Regions from separate parts of the Mus musculus genome. Here all the other regions are linked to region 1. The links are chromatin contacts, called in public HiCAR-type and promoter capture Hi-C maps. All regions are on one chromosome and are shown on one strand. The core of a region is the stretch at or near the end of the contact, and the rest is flanking DNA. Distances in the headings are between cores, read along the strand shown. Region 1 holds the start of Ccdc127 (coiled-coil domain containing 127). Region 2 holds the start of Ttc37 (tetratricopeptide repeat domain 37). Region 3 holds the start of Gpr150 (G protein-coupled receptor 150). Region 4 holds the start of Ell2 (elongation factor for RNA polymerase II 2). Region 5 holds the start of Ndufs6 (NADH:ubiquinone oxidoreductase core subunit S6).

Region 1 (2,711 bases), core at 96-2,595:
AGTGGCCAGACTTGCAGTCTCCTGTCTCTGTCTAAACTGGTCAAAGCATAAACTGGATCTGGAATAGGAAAGGAATTTAAGGATGCCAACATATGTGGTAAGCATAAACCTAAGGTGTATACAAGTTAATAAAAATCTTCTATCCTTGACTGTTCCTTTTGGGCATTAGCCAGAGCTGGGCTCAGACTATCATTATTTTTTTTTTTTTTCCTTGAGTGTGTGGAGTGAATCCTGGGCATGGGGTGGGCTCACCTATTTCTGCTACAAAAGAATTCTGCTACAATTATAGGTGGCTGACTTATTATCTCCTGTAAAGGGCTTCAATGATCAGGACTTAAAACCCTTCTTGCAGAGCCCAAGGGATAGAGGTGGAAGTAGGAGTTTGTGGCAGCAAATACAAATCACAGAAATTATCAAGGTTTGAAAATGCCTTCTGGCCTTGCAAGAATAGCTGCCAACTAACCCTTGAACATTTCATTGAACATGCATTTTAATATCTATTTCAGAAAATAGACAACTGCAGCCATAATTTGATGCACAATGCAAGTCGATACTGTTCAATGTCTTAGGGCCTTTACTTTGTAATTAAATTGTTAAGTAGGTAGGTGAGACAGAACTTTAAAGAACCCAACCTGTCAAATTTAGTTTACGTTAATAAAACCCTAGGAGTGTGACGAATAACAGGTGACCGGCAAAGAGTGCACTGAGACAAGATCTGACAATCTGGGAGGCCAACATCAGACCCCTGCAACCCTGAGTCACTGTGTACCTCTTCAAATGCAAAAAGAAGTCGCAAGACTGGATGAACACGGTGCAGAAGTCTCACCTGGTATCTTCAAATATCTCTTTGATATTTAAAAACAGTAGCTAAGGCCACTACACAAAACCTGTAAGCTCATCACTTATAAGTCTTAGTGTCGACACCCAGACTACCAACGGATTACTCGCAGACCCGTCCGCATCCAGAATGCAACAGGCCGGTCCCTCCCTTTAACCTTGGAGAACTTCGCTAGACCAAGACGGGGAAGGCCAGACTCCACGCCCGCGACCTCGGGGTCGTGACCTTCGCCGGAAAGCAGTCGGCTTCGGCCCACTGCACCTTCCCAGACTCAGGCCAACTCGGGTGGAATCGTGGCGCACTCCTAGCGCCTGCCATTTCGTGGCACTAACTCACCGCCCCAGTTAACGCCAAGCGCCGCCCGCGAAGAAGCCTCGAAACTGCGCCAACCCCGGCCATGTCTGCCTTCCCGCAAGCCCCAGCGACAGACTGCGCTTGCGCACCGAGTCGCGCGGGTGTCGGGCTTGGAAGATTCTGCGCCTGCGCAACACGCCCCTCCTGGCTCGCGTGAGTGGTGGTGCGCCTGCGCCCTGTAAACGCGGCGGTGGCAACACGTCTGAGGTAGGGTGGCAGCAACGCTGATGGGCTCTGCTCCAGGGGTAAGTGAGGTGCCAATGTCTTTAAAGTGCTTCTCGGGTGGTTCTTGTTTGCCAAAACAGAGAGGGTCGGATGATCTGGAGAGATGGAAGTAGGGTCCTGGGGCGGAGATCGCAAGCTCCATAAGAGCCCGTTTTGTTGGGCGCTTGAATCTCAACTAATGGGGGGGGGGGGGGGTACATACTGCCCTGGACTTCTAGAGTAGGTAGGAATGATGTCTTGGTGGCTGGACAAGGAGCAGCTAGCTGCACTGGGCTACGTAAAAGCCAGGATACTGAACTAGAAACTATATCCAAAGCTTTCGTCTTCGTTACAGCAGCTGGGAAGCTGGAGGCCCGGCCTGTTGTCATCCTGAAAGCTGCTTAGATCGTGGCTAGCATCCCATATTGCAAACGCGCTCTCATTTGATCACTTTCAGATAGTTTTTCTATTTTTCTAGTGAGTATAGCTGAAATGTTCGGTGGAATTAAATAGCATAAAAAGTAAACCAATAATCGTAATTGTTTCCTGAATTTTCAGTTAATATTAGATTAAGGTTTTCCTCTTGGTGCACAATCTTTATGACCATTATTTTGAATTGTTTAAGTTTACAATGAACCGTTCCCATTTTATTTCTTTGTTTTTTTATTAATAAATAAGGAAATATGGAATATATTCATGCACAACACTTTATATTTTGAATTATTTCCTTGAACTTTATAACCCCAAAATGGATGTTGTTGGTGCAGAGGAAATAAATATGACAGCTTACCCTACAAGGGTTCTGCGTTGGTGGGTTCAACCAACTGCAGATAAAATATATTTGGGGAAAATGTGTCTGTTCGGAGTATGTACAGACTTTTTTTTTAACAAGGGGGAAAATAAAACAGATGAACTACTTAAGTGCCTTTATACCTTATTAGGTATCGGTGACTTAGAGATAAAGTATTGAGCAGATTATATTCAAATACAGCATTGTATATGGGAGCCTTGGCTATCTTCAAGGCTTTTGGTATGAGATGGGGCTCCCCATCAGATATCTGATGGATGGCTATACATAGTAGGAGGTTTTTGAAAGTTGCCTGCTTTTAGTGTGTGTATGTGTGTGTGTGCATACATACATATATATATATGTATATACACATACATATTTCTAAATTAGGCATCTACCATACGTCATACGTATTAATTCTATAGTTCCTATAAACCGTTACATTCTGAGCCATGTATTATGGTTATATATTTATTGTTCATTATTGTGCATCTTAACATGTTAAACAAGGTTTGTTAAAAACAC
Region 2 (2,711 bases), core at 89-2,588, 1.7 Mb after region 1:
GAGCTACATTTCCCTAATGATTAATGAATCTAAGCTTCTTATGATGGGCTTATTGGCTATCTGTGTATATTCTGTGTAGGAATGTCTTTTCAAATCCTTGGCTCATTTTAAATTGCCTAAACCAAGATTATGACAATTTACACTTCCATTGTCTTGAAGGAGTTTTATAGCCTTAGCTTTTACATTTAAATCATTGACTAACTTTTGTTTTTACACATGGTGGAAGGCAGGACCCAATTTTGTTCCTTTCCATGTATATATTTACTTTTCCAGCACTACTTGTTTATAAGACTATTTCTGGACTCTTAATTCTACTCTACTGGTCTGAATATTTATTGTTCTGCATGTAAAGTACTATTGTGGCTATTGTAGCTTTACCATTAGTTTTGAAATTAAAAGCTTTTTTTTTTTTTTTTTAAATCAGTCTTCTTTTTCATGTTTTTTTCCCCTTCCCAATTCGAGGTCCTTTCACTTTCCATATGAATTTAAATCAAATTTAAGGTGATGCATACACAAATAACTTCTTTAAATCAGTGCTAACACAAGTATAGAATGTCTAGATTAGTGGTTCTCAGCCTTTCTATGCTGCAACAGTTTAATACAGTTCCTCATATTATGGTGACTCTCCCAACCATACGATTATTTTTGTTGTCACTTCATAACTGTAATTTTGTTAGGTATGAGTTGTAATGTAAATATCTGATATTTCCGATGGTCTTAGGTGACTTCTGCAAAAGGTGACTCGACCTCTCCCAAGGGATCGAGAGCCACAGGTTGAGAATTGCTGGTCTAGTGAATAAAGTTCAAGGAGCAAAGCCCAGGAGTTAGAGACTGGCTTCTTTCTACTACTTTATTAGTATGCACATGCGTGCTTGCAGGTGTGCGCATGCGGGACCTCTCAACCCCAGGGTCCTGTTCCCTGTGATGTTTCTCCACAGGCTCTGGGCGGTGTCTGCTCCCCGTCCTTTGGGTACTTACGAAGGAGTCACTGGCGACCAGCACCACGTTGGGCGCCTGGTTCACTTGCATCCTTTTCTTCTGTGTTCTGGGGGCCGGTGCTGCGAGTGCTAACGCTGCGACCACCGACACCAACAGCAACAGCATCGCGGGCATGGCCGTTCAGAAGCGGCTGCTGAGCGGGTCTCCTGTAGCCTGCTCTCCAGTCATGAGCAGGGGCCGGACTCTAGGGACAAGACTAGAAGTTTGGCTTACAAATACAGAAGTAAATATGAGCGGCACCTAGAAACTACACCTCCCATCAGGCCAAGGGCAGGCGCATGCGCAAAAACCAATCGCGCTCAGCCCATGTGAAGACCGTTTTAATCAAATTTCGAGCTAATGATAGCTCTGCCAGTTCCTCTCACTCAAGCGATGTCTGGGGAAGCGCGCATGCGTTGTTCAGACTTGTACTTTGTGGCAGTCCCACATGCCCAGGTGGGTTCTGATCGCTTCGGTTTTGGCAGAAGTTGAAATCTAAAGGCAGTAGAAGTGGTATTTAGGGGGAGAAAATACTGAGCATGAGCGTGATGTTACGGGCTGTCTTCCTTTTGTGCGGGGCTGAATGTTCGCTGACAAAGTGAACTTGGCGGTGATGAGGTGGCAGTGATTCTGTCACTTGAATTGGATTGGGTTGTGCCTATATGGGACTTTAGGCTAGGTCACCTCGTGTGTGGTCTGGGTAGTGGTGTGGATTTCTGCTGCGTTCCGGAACCCTAGTCAGGAAGCCCCCCTCATCGTATTTCCTCCGTTTGCCGACCTGTAAGGATTATGCTCATGTGGGTTGAAGAGCGGGCCTAATAAGTTTCAGGTTCCAGATACGGAACAGCTTGGCTGTTCTTTGTCTTTGGAGTAGCAATAGGGACCGGTTCTAAAAGGTACAGATGTGGACTGTGTGAAGTGTGCGGTTAATTGATGTATGCTCGGAGTAACATTGTTGGGTATAGAATAATCAGCTGTTCCTTTTTTTGATTGCTAGATTCCTTTGGAGAATTCTGGAAGAAGCACGTTTCTATTTTCAAGTCAAATTATTCACTGATAAGTTTCAGGTATATATAATTGTACATTACACCACTTGTGTTGATTTTCTGGCAGGAAAAGGAGGAGTAATGCTATTTATTTAAAATCTCAACTCTCATATCTGGCAGCCTTGTGTACAGATTAATTGTAATAAAACACCTTACACATCTAATACAGAGCGGTATGTGTTTAGTGTCTGTTAAGCTTTACTGTATATTTACTGTGTAGCATGCTTTACGTGGAATGTACTCCTTAATCTTCACTTAGACTACTTTACAGATGCGAAAACAGAGAGGTTAAATAACTTTTCAATAGCTTATCTAAGTAGATTACCTCCTAAACAGGGCACACTCCCCAGAATTGTGTTGAGTAAATTTGGAATGTAGGACATACTTTACAGAAACAATATCAACTGGTGCTTAGTTTTATAAAAATTACATTTGGTATTCTTTTTTTTTTTTTTTTTTTGCATAGTAATGATTCGTTGAACACAGATGATCCTTGAAGGCTCTGTTTCTGCAGGCCCTTGTTCTGAGGACAGAGCACATCCTTTTCTTCTTTCTGTAATTGCGGTGTCAGTGAGAGCAGGCGCTGTAGCAGGTTGGTGGAATAGGTATTTTAGGGACGCAGTTTCAAAGGGCTGCTAGAACCTAAGAGGTTTCTAGTACTTTTCATCAGACACGAAGTGGGGCATA
Region 3 (2,711 bases), core at 111-2,610, 1.7 Mb after region 1:
GATAATGAGGGTGGGGCCAGCGATGGCGGTGGAGTGCCTGGTGGTCCCCAGCCCATTCGCTGATATCGGCTTCTTCCTCCCGCACGCAGCACAGAACTCCTAGGCGCCTCCGCAGCCTCCGCCAGAGACGGCAGTCGCCCGCCTGGAAGAAAAGGTAGATCAAAGGGTTGATGGCGCTGTTGGCCACCTCTAGGACGCGCATCGCCGCCACCAGGCTCTCTCTCTCCCAGTCACCCGCGGGCTTCGATGACCAGGCGGCTGCCAAGCGAGCGGCGAAGTAGGGCAGGTCGCAGCCCACGAAGAGCAGTGCCAGCGCCAGGCTCATTTTCAAGCTTTGCACCTTGGCTTGGGGCAACGCGCTGGGCAAGGAGGCTCTGGCCATACTGGGCGACCAGGGCATCCTAGCCACCGGAGCCTGAGACCCACGCTGCCACCAGACACACAGCAGGTGGCCGCAAGAGAAGCCTAAGAGAGCGACCGGCGCCGCGAAGCCCACGATAGCTTCATAGAGCGCGTAGACCTGCAGGTGCCAGCGCGGCAGGGGCGCGAAGATGCCCCTGCAGCAATGCTTCCCTGGCCAGGCATTGGCGGTTGAAGATGGAGGAGCATCCCAGCGCACCACGAAGGTCGGAGGCAGCGCCAGTAGCAGAGCCAGCAGCCAGCTCAGGGCAGCCAGGGCACGTGCTGGCAACTGAGGGCCCTGAGGAATGCGCACCGCGAGCTGGCGCTCCAAGGCAATGAGCGCCACCAGGTGGGCGGAGGCGCCCCGCCCCGATGCCTGCAGCAGATGGGAAAGGCGACAAGCCAAGTCGCCCAGAGCCGGTCTCGGGTCGCCCAGCAGCTCCCAAGCCAGCTGCGACAATGCTGTTCCTCCACTTGCGTACAGGTCAGCCGCTGCTAGCTGCACAAGCAGGAAGTCCATCTTGCGACGCTTGGGACCCGGCCAGGGTCCGCTGCTACCGCCGCACAGGCGGCAGAGCACAGTGGTGTTGCCAGCTACCGCGGCCACCAGGATGATCCCCAAGAAGACCAGATGGATCCGGTGGCTGGGTGGCCCGCGTGGAGGCGAATGCGGTCCTGGGACAGAGGCTCCTTGCTCAGAAGTCAGGTTGAGACTCCAGCTTGGCTGAGTGGGTACAGAAAGGTTGGATGCGGGATTCAGAATTGCGAGGCTGAAAGGATCTTCCATCCTTAATCCGGAGGAAAGAGAGATACCGCTTAAAAGGCCAAAGTCTATGAGAGGTGGCGCGGGCCACACCGCTGGGTCTCGGCGATTTCCCAAAGTTAGTTGAAAAAGCACACACACCCAGGGTGAGATGGATACGCGTGGATTTGCGCTTAGTTGTTTGTATAGGTTGTTCTTGGTATTTGTCACTCAAATGTGGGTTGTATATTCGAGGAACACACATGATCCCTATTCTCCACCTTCTCCGCTTTTCGCTTCCTCCCCCTCCCCACTGCCCCCCCCCCCATCCCAGCAGAGCATCTTTCTAATCCACACAGCCGCCTCCCTCAGTGGCATCCGTGGACCTCTAGGCTCTGGAAATCTTGCCCTGTGACATATAGCCAGAAAGAAAGTTGTGCATGTGACCACTGCAAAGGCTAACTAATGTTAACTCAGAATCAATTATGAGATAGATAGTTCCTCGGCTGAGATAGTATCCCCACCCCCAACAATTAATTGTGTGATTGCTAACAGGAAAAATTACAAATGCTACTTTTGATAAAAAAAAAAAGAAAAGAATTTTTTTTTTTGTAATGCCATACGTCTGCGCTAGCTTGAGAAATACAAGGACACAAGAAACCAAGCAGGGTTCCTCTATTTCTCCACTTCCGACCCTGCTGGGCCAGCAGTCTACCACAGAACTACAACCAGTCCTAAATAGTAGTAATAGCTTTTTGAGCAGAGTCATTAGGTGAGCCTTTGATAGGGGTATACCTTCCTCTGCCTGCAGTGCTAGGACTTTAATCCGGAGAGAACTATGGGCCCTCCCTTTGCCTGGCAATTAGGAACAGAGAGGTCTGCAGATGCTTTCCAGTACTCTCTTTACTAGCATCAGGGGATGGCAGCCGCTCTCTCCTCTCAGTGATGCAAAACTCATTTTGTCAGTCTGAAGACAGTACTACCAGATTTTTATACAAATGGTGGTTCATGGATTGAGTCCTTCCTAGTATTTTCTTCTAGTGATGGATGTGTCACGCGGGCTTCTCTGTCTCCTGATTCTGTTTTCCAGCAGATGGGAGGTTGCTGGGAGGGACTACGCCTCCAATAAGCCCAGAGAAAAGGTGACTAAGAAAACCATACAGCAGCCAATTTTTAAAAAAGAAATCCAGTTCACAGGAAATGGTTTAGATTTAATGCTGCCACTTTTAGCCTCATTTCACAAACAATTCACTTTTCCCGTTGGAAGCATCAGTTTGTGCATCCATCAAATTAATCATGGTGAAAGTAAAATTTCTTGTACTTCCTGGTCTTGGGCCAGGGAGGAATGGGTGTCTGTTGCTTCCCAAGCTGTGGGAATGTTTGCAACCTACAGATGCATGAATTAGGGGGACTTGGTAGGATTCGTACCACCCTGCTGGTTGCTGTAGAAATCTCATTTTCCTAAGGTCTATCATTTTGGCTGGAGACATGTGTCGTTTTTCATTATCTATCCAGATCCTCATATTGGTCCTGATACATGGCAGATATCAATCAGTCAATATATGTC
Region 4 (2,711 bases), core at 149-2,648, 1.4 Mb after region 1:
TGCCTCTGCCTCCCGAGTGCTGGGATTAAAGGCATGTGCCACCACGCCCGGCCAAAAAGGGATATTTGTACAGAGTGCCTATCCCTGCTTTTAAATCTTTCACTTGTTTGTTTGTTTGTTTAGTTTTTGCTCTTGTTTTCTGAGACAGGGCTTGGTTTGAAGCCCAGGCGGGCCTAGAACCTACCTTCCACAGTCAATCTCCCAGCCTCAACTTGGCAATTGTTTGCTTTTTGTCTTGTGTTTCTGATCAGCCAATTAATTGACCTTCTCAGGGGAAACCTATCTAGTCTATCCGCACACAGCTTAAAGAGGATTGCTGTAGGCACCCTCCTTTAGCCATGCCCACACACAGTGTAAACTGAAGTGGAAACTAAGCCAAGCCTCCTTACACTTTGGCCTCTACCTCCTCCATTTAAACTCAGTAAGACCTCCTAGCCTAAATAAAACCAATGAAAGACACAGATCTCAAAGAAGACTCAGAGAATGGGTGGTATCATTGTTTCTTTTTACCTACCTCAAGGTCAGTTATACTCTTCAAGGGCCTTTGAAAGAAGAAACCCCGAACAGTATGGTTTCCCCATGACCCATAAAAAGGCATAACCCTGATCATATGATGAGCTCCAGTGCATATTCTATTCCTTTGAAGTCACATACATGTATGAGTTGATTTTGAAAGACTCTAAGGTCCAACTCTATTTATTGTATCATGACCACCACTCAAAACACATTTAATGCACTGGTATAATTTTGTGCTTAAGTTTTCCACACAGTCTCACACAACTACTGAAGACTACAGCTGACTTGGTAATTTCAAGTCTGGAATTAAAAATAAACAAACAAACAAACAAACAAACAAATAAATAAACCTTTGTGCCACCCCAGTACTGAACTTCCTTTTAAGGAAAAGCTCTCTTGAGACAGCCTACGGTGTCTGCACCACAGAGCATATCAAGACCCAAAGCTTGTGCAGCTGTCAGGAAACAAAATCCGTACTTGGTCATCTGTCCTGCCTTCACCCCTACCGAATGGGGATCTTCACTTCGTACCGCAAGAACAGGTTGACCTATGTGTTCGGTCCACTATTACCTCTCAAGGGGCGGGGCTCCGACTTAGGCTCACTTGGTAACCTTGACACCCAATTAGCAGGGTTCTGCCCCAAATCGGTCCAGCCAATCGCCGCAGGAGAGCCAAGACGAGACATGACGTCAGATAAGATTAACTCGACGCGTCACCCCGACGTCAACCTCTCCTCTGTCGGACGTCCCGTCCTGAGAGCAAAACTCCTGCGACTTTGGGCCCCGCCCCCTTGAGGTGAAGAGCAGCCAATGAGGGAGGCTCTGTGGGGATTCAGACCAATGAACAGAGTCCAGGGCGGGGTGCGGGCTCGAGGGTGGGGCGGCCCGCAGCTGTGGAAGCCCGAGGTCTAGCTGCGCGCAGTATATGACAGTACGTCAGCAGCGGGATGGCCGTAGCTGTGGCGGCGGCTGCAGGAGCCCGAGCAGCCGCGGCCGCAGTGGAGGCTGGAGCCCGAGCGGCGTCCGCGGTGGCACCCCGGGGAGTTTAAGATGGCGGCGGGGGGGGCTGCGGGACTGCGGGAGGAGCAGCGGTACGGGCTGGCGTGCGGGCGGCTGGGGCAGGACAACATCACCGTGCTGCATGTGAAGCTCACCGAGACGGCGATCCGGGCGCTGGAGACTTACCAGAGCCACAAGGTGAGCGGCCGGCCGGGCAGCGCTCGGGGAGGCGGCGGCCACTGATCTTTCTGCCGGGCGCCTGGCGCCGCGCCGGTGGGGCGCTGGCTCCCGCTGCTGCCTCCGCACCCGCCGAAGGGAACGAGGCCAGCCGCGGGCGCCGACGCCGCGGTCCGGGGCCTCTGGATCGAGGGCGCGGGCGGGCGGCCCCTTGTGGCGGGGTCGGCCTGGCCGGGGCTGCGCGGCCGCTGCGGGACTTTCCGACAGCCGCCCGCGGGGTTTCTGGCTTGTTTGGTCCGGAGGAGGAACCGGGTCCTTTGGGAGAGAAGTGTGGCGATCGCCTTACCCTCGGAGGGGGCGCACGGAGCTACCAGTAAAGAAGCGAGGGTCGGAGGCCGCGAGCGGTCAGAGTTTTCTGGGAAACGCGGAGGGATGGCTGAGTCGCTGAGCGAGGGGCAGCGGCACTCCGTGGGGGTGAAGACATAACTAGTACTCTCAGGGACTCGGAGACACTGGCACCCCTATTGCAGGCGAGAGTGTACATGGTGTACTCGGGAAGGCCGGGACACTGGCGCTGCGAGGAGGGGGAGGGGGACACACCTTGCACTCTCGGGGACTCGGGGACTCCAGCTCTGTGGGTTGGGTTCCCGGAGACACACCGCATACCGAGTGGCCGCAAACCGACACCTCATCTCCGGGAGAGACACCAGAAGACTCAAAATCAACTAGAGCCTGAAACAAGACGGCCGGGTCTGGGGAAAGGAATTCTCAGAAGCTCCGCGTAGCCGAAAGGCGCTCCGCGTCCTGTGCTGGCTCGCTGTCTGTTGGCGAGGAGCGAGCCCGAAGGTTGTGGGGAGACAGACGGCTGACTGGATGAGATTCTGCTCTTTTCCTGGGCCCCAGAGAGAGAAACCTGTGGTCTCCGCCTCATCCCATACTCTGAGCGCTTGACTCCACTAGAGGAAGAGGCTCCAAGGCACATACCCTGTAGCTGGAGTCCAAACCCAGGAACTTTCGCAC
Region 5 (2,711 bases), core at 66-2,565, 1.0 Mb before region 1:
CTTTAAGGAACACGAGCTACCTCAAAGATGGGCCCAAGTACAAACATGAAATCCACTTGTCTCTTTACACCTCATACAGAGCTTGAAGGTATTTTTATGCAATACCTCAGTTGTGCCTGTCTTTTCATTACAATCTACCACCCAAGTCAGGCGCAGGATTCACTGTGGTACATTAGTGCTCAATACACTTCCGGCATTTGAGTTGCTCAACCTGCTTAAGTTTTACGAATTCCTCTATCTTTCACTTACCTCTTTCTGACGATCTACAAAACGAACCCTCCTGTAGTCTTTTTCATCATACACCTGGAAAAAAAAGGCCATCTATTATTCTAAATAAAGTCACATAATATTGATTGAAAATACTATAGAACGATGTTCCCCTTGGCCTATACCCATTGATGAGGAGACAGACCCACTAAGAGGCAAAATGAACTTGTACTGAACGGTCTCAGGGGATGACAGGCTGGAGTGCAGACTGGAGACAAAGTTCCTGCCCTCACAAGTAGCCAACTCCAACAGGCGCGATTTCATTTCAGCAGACATAGTTTCTCATTTTTTGGTTCACTATTATATTGAACGAACGCTAGGGTTGCTTTATACACTATTGATAGGCTATTTCTCCACTGGTGAAATGAACCAATTCAAGCCAGATTAAATTATATTAAAGGTAGGTTTATTGGGAAGCCGCTCTCAGGTGAGTTCACTGGCCCCAAGGATTGAGGCCAGAGAAGTCACCATTGGGACAGGAGGAGGGGTCGGGGGAGAGAAAGGGAGTGTGTTCAAGGAGAGGAGAAAGAGACAGGGTGGGAGAAACCAAAATGCCTGGATTATATAGGGAGGATCCTGGGCTGCAACGCCAGGTAGGGACTGAGGAATGCTGGGAGAACCTGCATGCCGGGTCTCCTTTGATATGTAAAATATGCACCTCAGTCCTCTGTCCCGGGTCCAAAACACAACAATCATTTGTTAAAACATTGAACTTAATATAAAGATATGGCCTAAAGAATGAGGAGATCCAAGTCCCAACCGAAAGCCACCAGCTAGAAACCGGAGCAGCGGGTTGCACAAGGTGAGCCCAGTAGTGCCGCGCGCTAGCCTGGCAGAAGCACACCTTGCTGCGCTCCCTGCTACCGTCAGTCTTGGGTTCCAGGCATGGCGGGCGCGGCCGTTACCTGGCCGGTATGCGTGATCTTTTCCCCGCTCGGCGACACTTGAACCCCGAAACCCCGTGCAGCCCTGGGGAGAGTCAACAGCCGGCGGAAGGTCAGCACCGCCGCCATCTTGCCGGTGACCCTTGACCCCACGCGTCGTACCAAGTGCCGGCGCAGGCGCACAGCAGTCGGCGGGGAGTACTTGTGGAACTTTTTTCGTCCTATGCCTGAGCGGCTGGCGGGGCTGGTGGTGGAACTGGATAGGATGCGGAGCTGCGGCTTAACTGTGCGCAGTGTTCAAAGGTTACTAGTGTGACAAAGGCAGGGGGTGGGGGGACGGAAACTGAAGATGCGCTGTGTGTGCTTTTATGCCAATGGAGAAAATGCAGATTTTCCGTGGGTTGGTTTGTTTTTTGTTTTCTGTTTTGTTTTGAGTAAAGAAGTAAGTTGTTCAGCAGAAGAAACAGTTTGTGCAGTCAACTCTCCTGGTCCTGTATGTTGGTGTAGGAAAGTTAGATTTCTGAGCATTTTTGCAACGCTGCAGTAGTTCAGTTTCCAGTTAGACTGCAAGGAAGTTTACCCAGCATTGGAAAGCTGTCCGGAAAAGCTCTGCTATGTAGAAAAAAACCTGATGCAAATCGTAGTCTGTAACTCTGAAGGCTGTTTTGGCCTCTCCTGCCTCATTTGAATCTGAGTCCGAACCTCCCTTGGAACGACATATACTGTCAAACCCCAAAGTAGCCTGAACAACTTTGCTCAGAGGTAGACAGGTGGGACCCCAGACTCAGAGCAGGGCCGGGTCACTAATTCCGAGAAAGTGCCAGAAGCTAGCATGTGTTGTTTGGGATCTCTTGGCCAGGATTGGAGGTTAATGACCTGGTATCTACCTTTCTGTGCTCTGCTATAGCATAAGGACTAGGTGAGTCTGAAGACGAAAGGGGTAACCAGAGAGGGCCCTAAGACACAAGGACAAAGACCTCGCCAAGTTGAAAAATGCCCCAATAAATGTGGGCCTAAGATGCCCTGGCTAGCCTTAAGCTCTGTAAGCCAGGCTAACCTAGCACTCACTGTCTTCCTGCCTCAGCCTTTGGAGTGCTGGGATTTCAGGCTTATGTCTCCACACCCTGTCCTGCAGATTTGTCTCATTCTCCCTCTTTTTAAAGGATTTATTTTATATGTATGAGTGTATACATTTATATATGGCCATGTGTGTGGTTACCTGGTACCAAGAGAAGGGCACAGGATCTCCAGACAGGTCAAGTTACAGTCCATTTGAGTAGTTGTGTGGGTGCTGGGAACAGAATGATGGTCTTCTGCAAGAGTAGCAGGTGCTCTTAGCCATCAAGCTATCTCTCCAGCCCTAAGTCTCTATTTAAACCCTAACACCCCCTGTCTGTGTATGAGTTCACACACATGTGAGTTCATACACAGGTGCCACAGAGCACATGTGGAAGTTGGAGGAAGCCAGTCTCTTTTTCCATGTGAGTTCTGGGGACTGAACTGAGGTCTACAGACTTGCATGGAAAGCACTTGTGACTCCCAGGCCATCTCTCTGACCCA

The links. Promoter capture Hi-C pulls out the DNA fragments that hold promoters and counts their contacts. HiCAR-type assays count read pairs that join an accessible place to other places.
Region 2: a contact with region 1 is called in a promoter capture Hi-C map of liver, with 5 times the contacts expected there. The contact joins the promoter of Ttc37 here to the promoter of Ccdc127 in region 1. A contact is called at or near these places in 11 of 39 promoter capture datasets (the 3T3-L1 cell line, 3T3-L1-derived adipocytes, the C10 cell line and 6 more), 1 of 484 Hi-C or Micro-C datasets (pro-B cells), 2 of 115 datasets of contacts at active chromatin or transcription factors (astrocytes and large pre-B cells) and 2 of 9 other capture datasets (adipose tissue and liver).
Region 3: a contact with region 1 is called in a HiCAR-type map of astrocytes, with 5 times the contacts expected there. The contact joins the promoter of Gpr150 here to the promoter of Ccdc127 in region 1. A contact is called at or near these places in 8 of 39 promoter capture datasets (the 3T3-L1 cell line, cranial neural crest, frontonasal cranial neural crest and 3 more) and 1 of 115 datasets of contacts at active chromatin or transcription factors (astrocytes).
Region 4: a promoter capture Hi-C map of pre-B cells shows a contact between it and region 1, with 9 times the contacts expected there. The contact joins the promoter of Ell2 here to the promoter of Ccdc127 in region 1. A contact is called at or near these places in 4 of 39 promoter capture datasets (cranial neural crest, liver, pre-B cells and 1 more), 3 of 115 datasets of contacts at active chromatin or transcription factors (embryonic stem cells, stem cell-derived neural progenitor cells and thymic regulatory T cells) and 2 of 9 other capture datasets (adipose tissue and liver).
Region 5: a contact with region 1 is called in a promoter capture Hi-C map of pre-B cells. The contact joins the promoter of Ndufs6 here to the promoter of Ccdc127 in region 1. A contact is called at or near these places in 1 of 39 promoter capture datasets (pre-B cells), 1 of 484 Hi-C or Micro-C datasets (CD8 T cells) and 1 of 9 other capture datasets (liver).

Annotation. Positions count from the first base shown.
Region 1 is chr13:74,348,972-74,351,682 of GRCm38.p6, forward strand. It overlaps Ccdc127 (coiled-coil domain containing 127), which reads left to right and starts at 1,346. Exons shown (of 3, transcript NM_001168659.1): 1 at 1,346-1,437. It overlaps Sdha (succinate dehydrogenase complex, subunit A, flavoprotein (Fp)), which reads right to left and starts at 1,269. Exons shown (of 15, transcript NM_023281.1): 1 at 1,175-1,269. The coding sequence starts at 1,237.
Region 2 is chr13:76,097,396-76,100,106 of GRCm38.p6, forward strand. Ttc37 (tetratricopeptide repeat domain 37) reads left to right here and starts at 1,339. Exons shown (of 44, transcript NM_001081352.2): 1 at 1,339-1,434; 2 at 1,976-2,045. It overlaps Arsk (arylsulfatase K), which reads right to left and starts at 1,265. Exons shown (of 8, transcript NM_029847.4): 1 at 979-1,265. The coding sequence starts at 1,113.
Region 3 is chr13:76,055,636-76,058,346 of GRCm38.p6, forward strand. Gpr150 (G protein-coupled receptor 150) reads right to left here and starts at 1,361. Exons shown (of 1, transcript NM_175495.2): 1 at 1-1,361. The coding sequence starts at 1,189.
Region 4 is chr13:75,706,086-75,708,796 of GRCm38.p6, forward strand. Ell2 (elongation factor for RNA polymerase II 2) reads left to right here and starts at 1,399. Exons shown (of 12, transcript NM_138953.2): 1 at 1,399-1,712. The coding sequence starts at 1,566. 1700037F03Rik (a long non-coding RNA gene) reads right to left here and starts at 1,072. Exons shown (of 3, transcript XR_873683.1): 1 at 994-1,072.
Region 5 is chr13:73,327,167-73,329,877 of GRCm38.p6, forward strand. It overlaps Ndufs6 (NADH:ubiquinone oxidoreductase core subunit S6), which reads right to left and starts at 1,316. Exons shown (of 4, transcript NM_010888.2): 1 at 1,173-1,316; 2 at 250-303. The coding sequence starts at 1,280. It also overlaps a transcript of Mrpl36 not described here.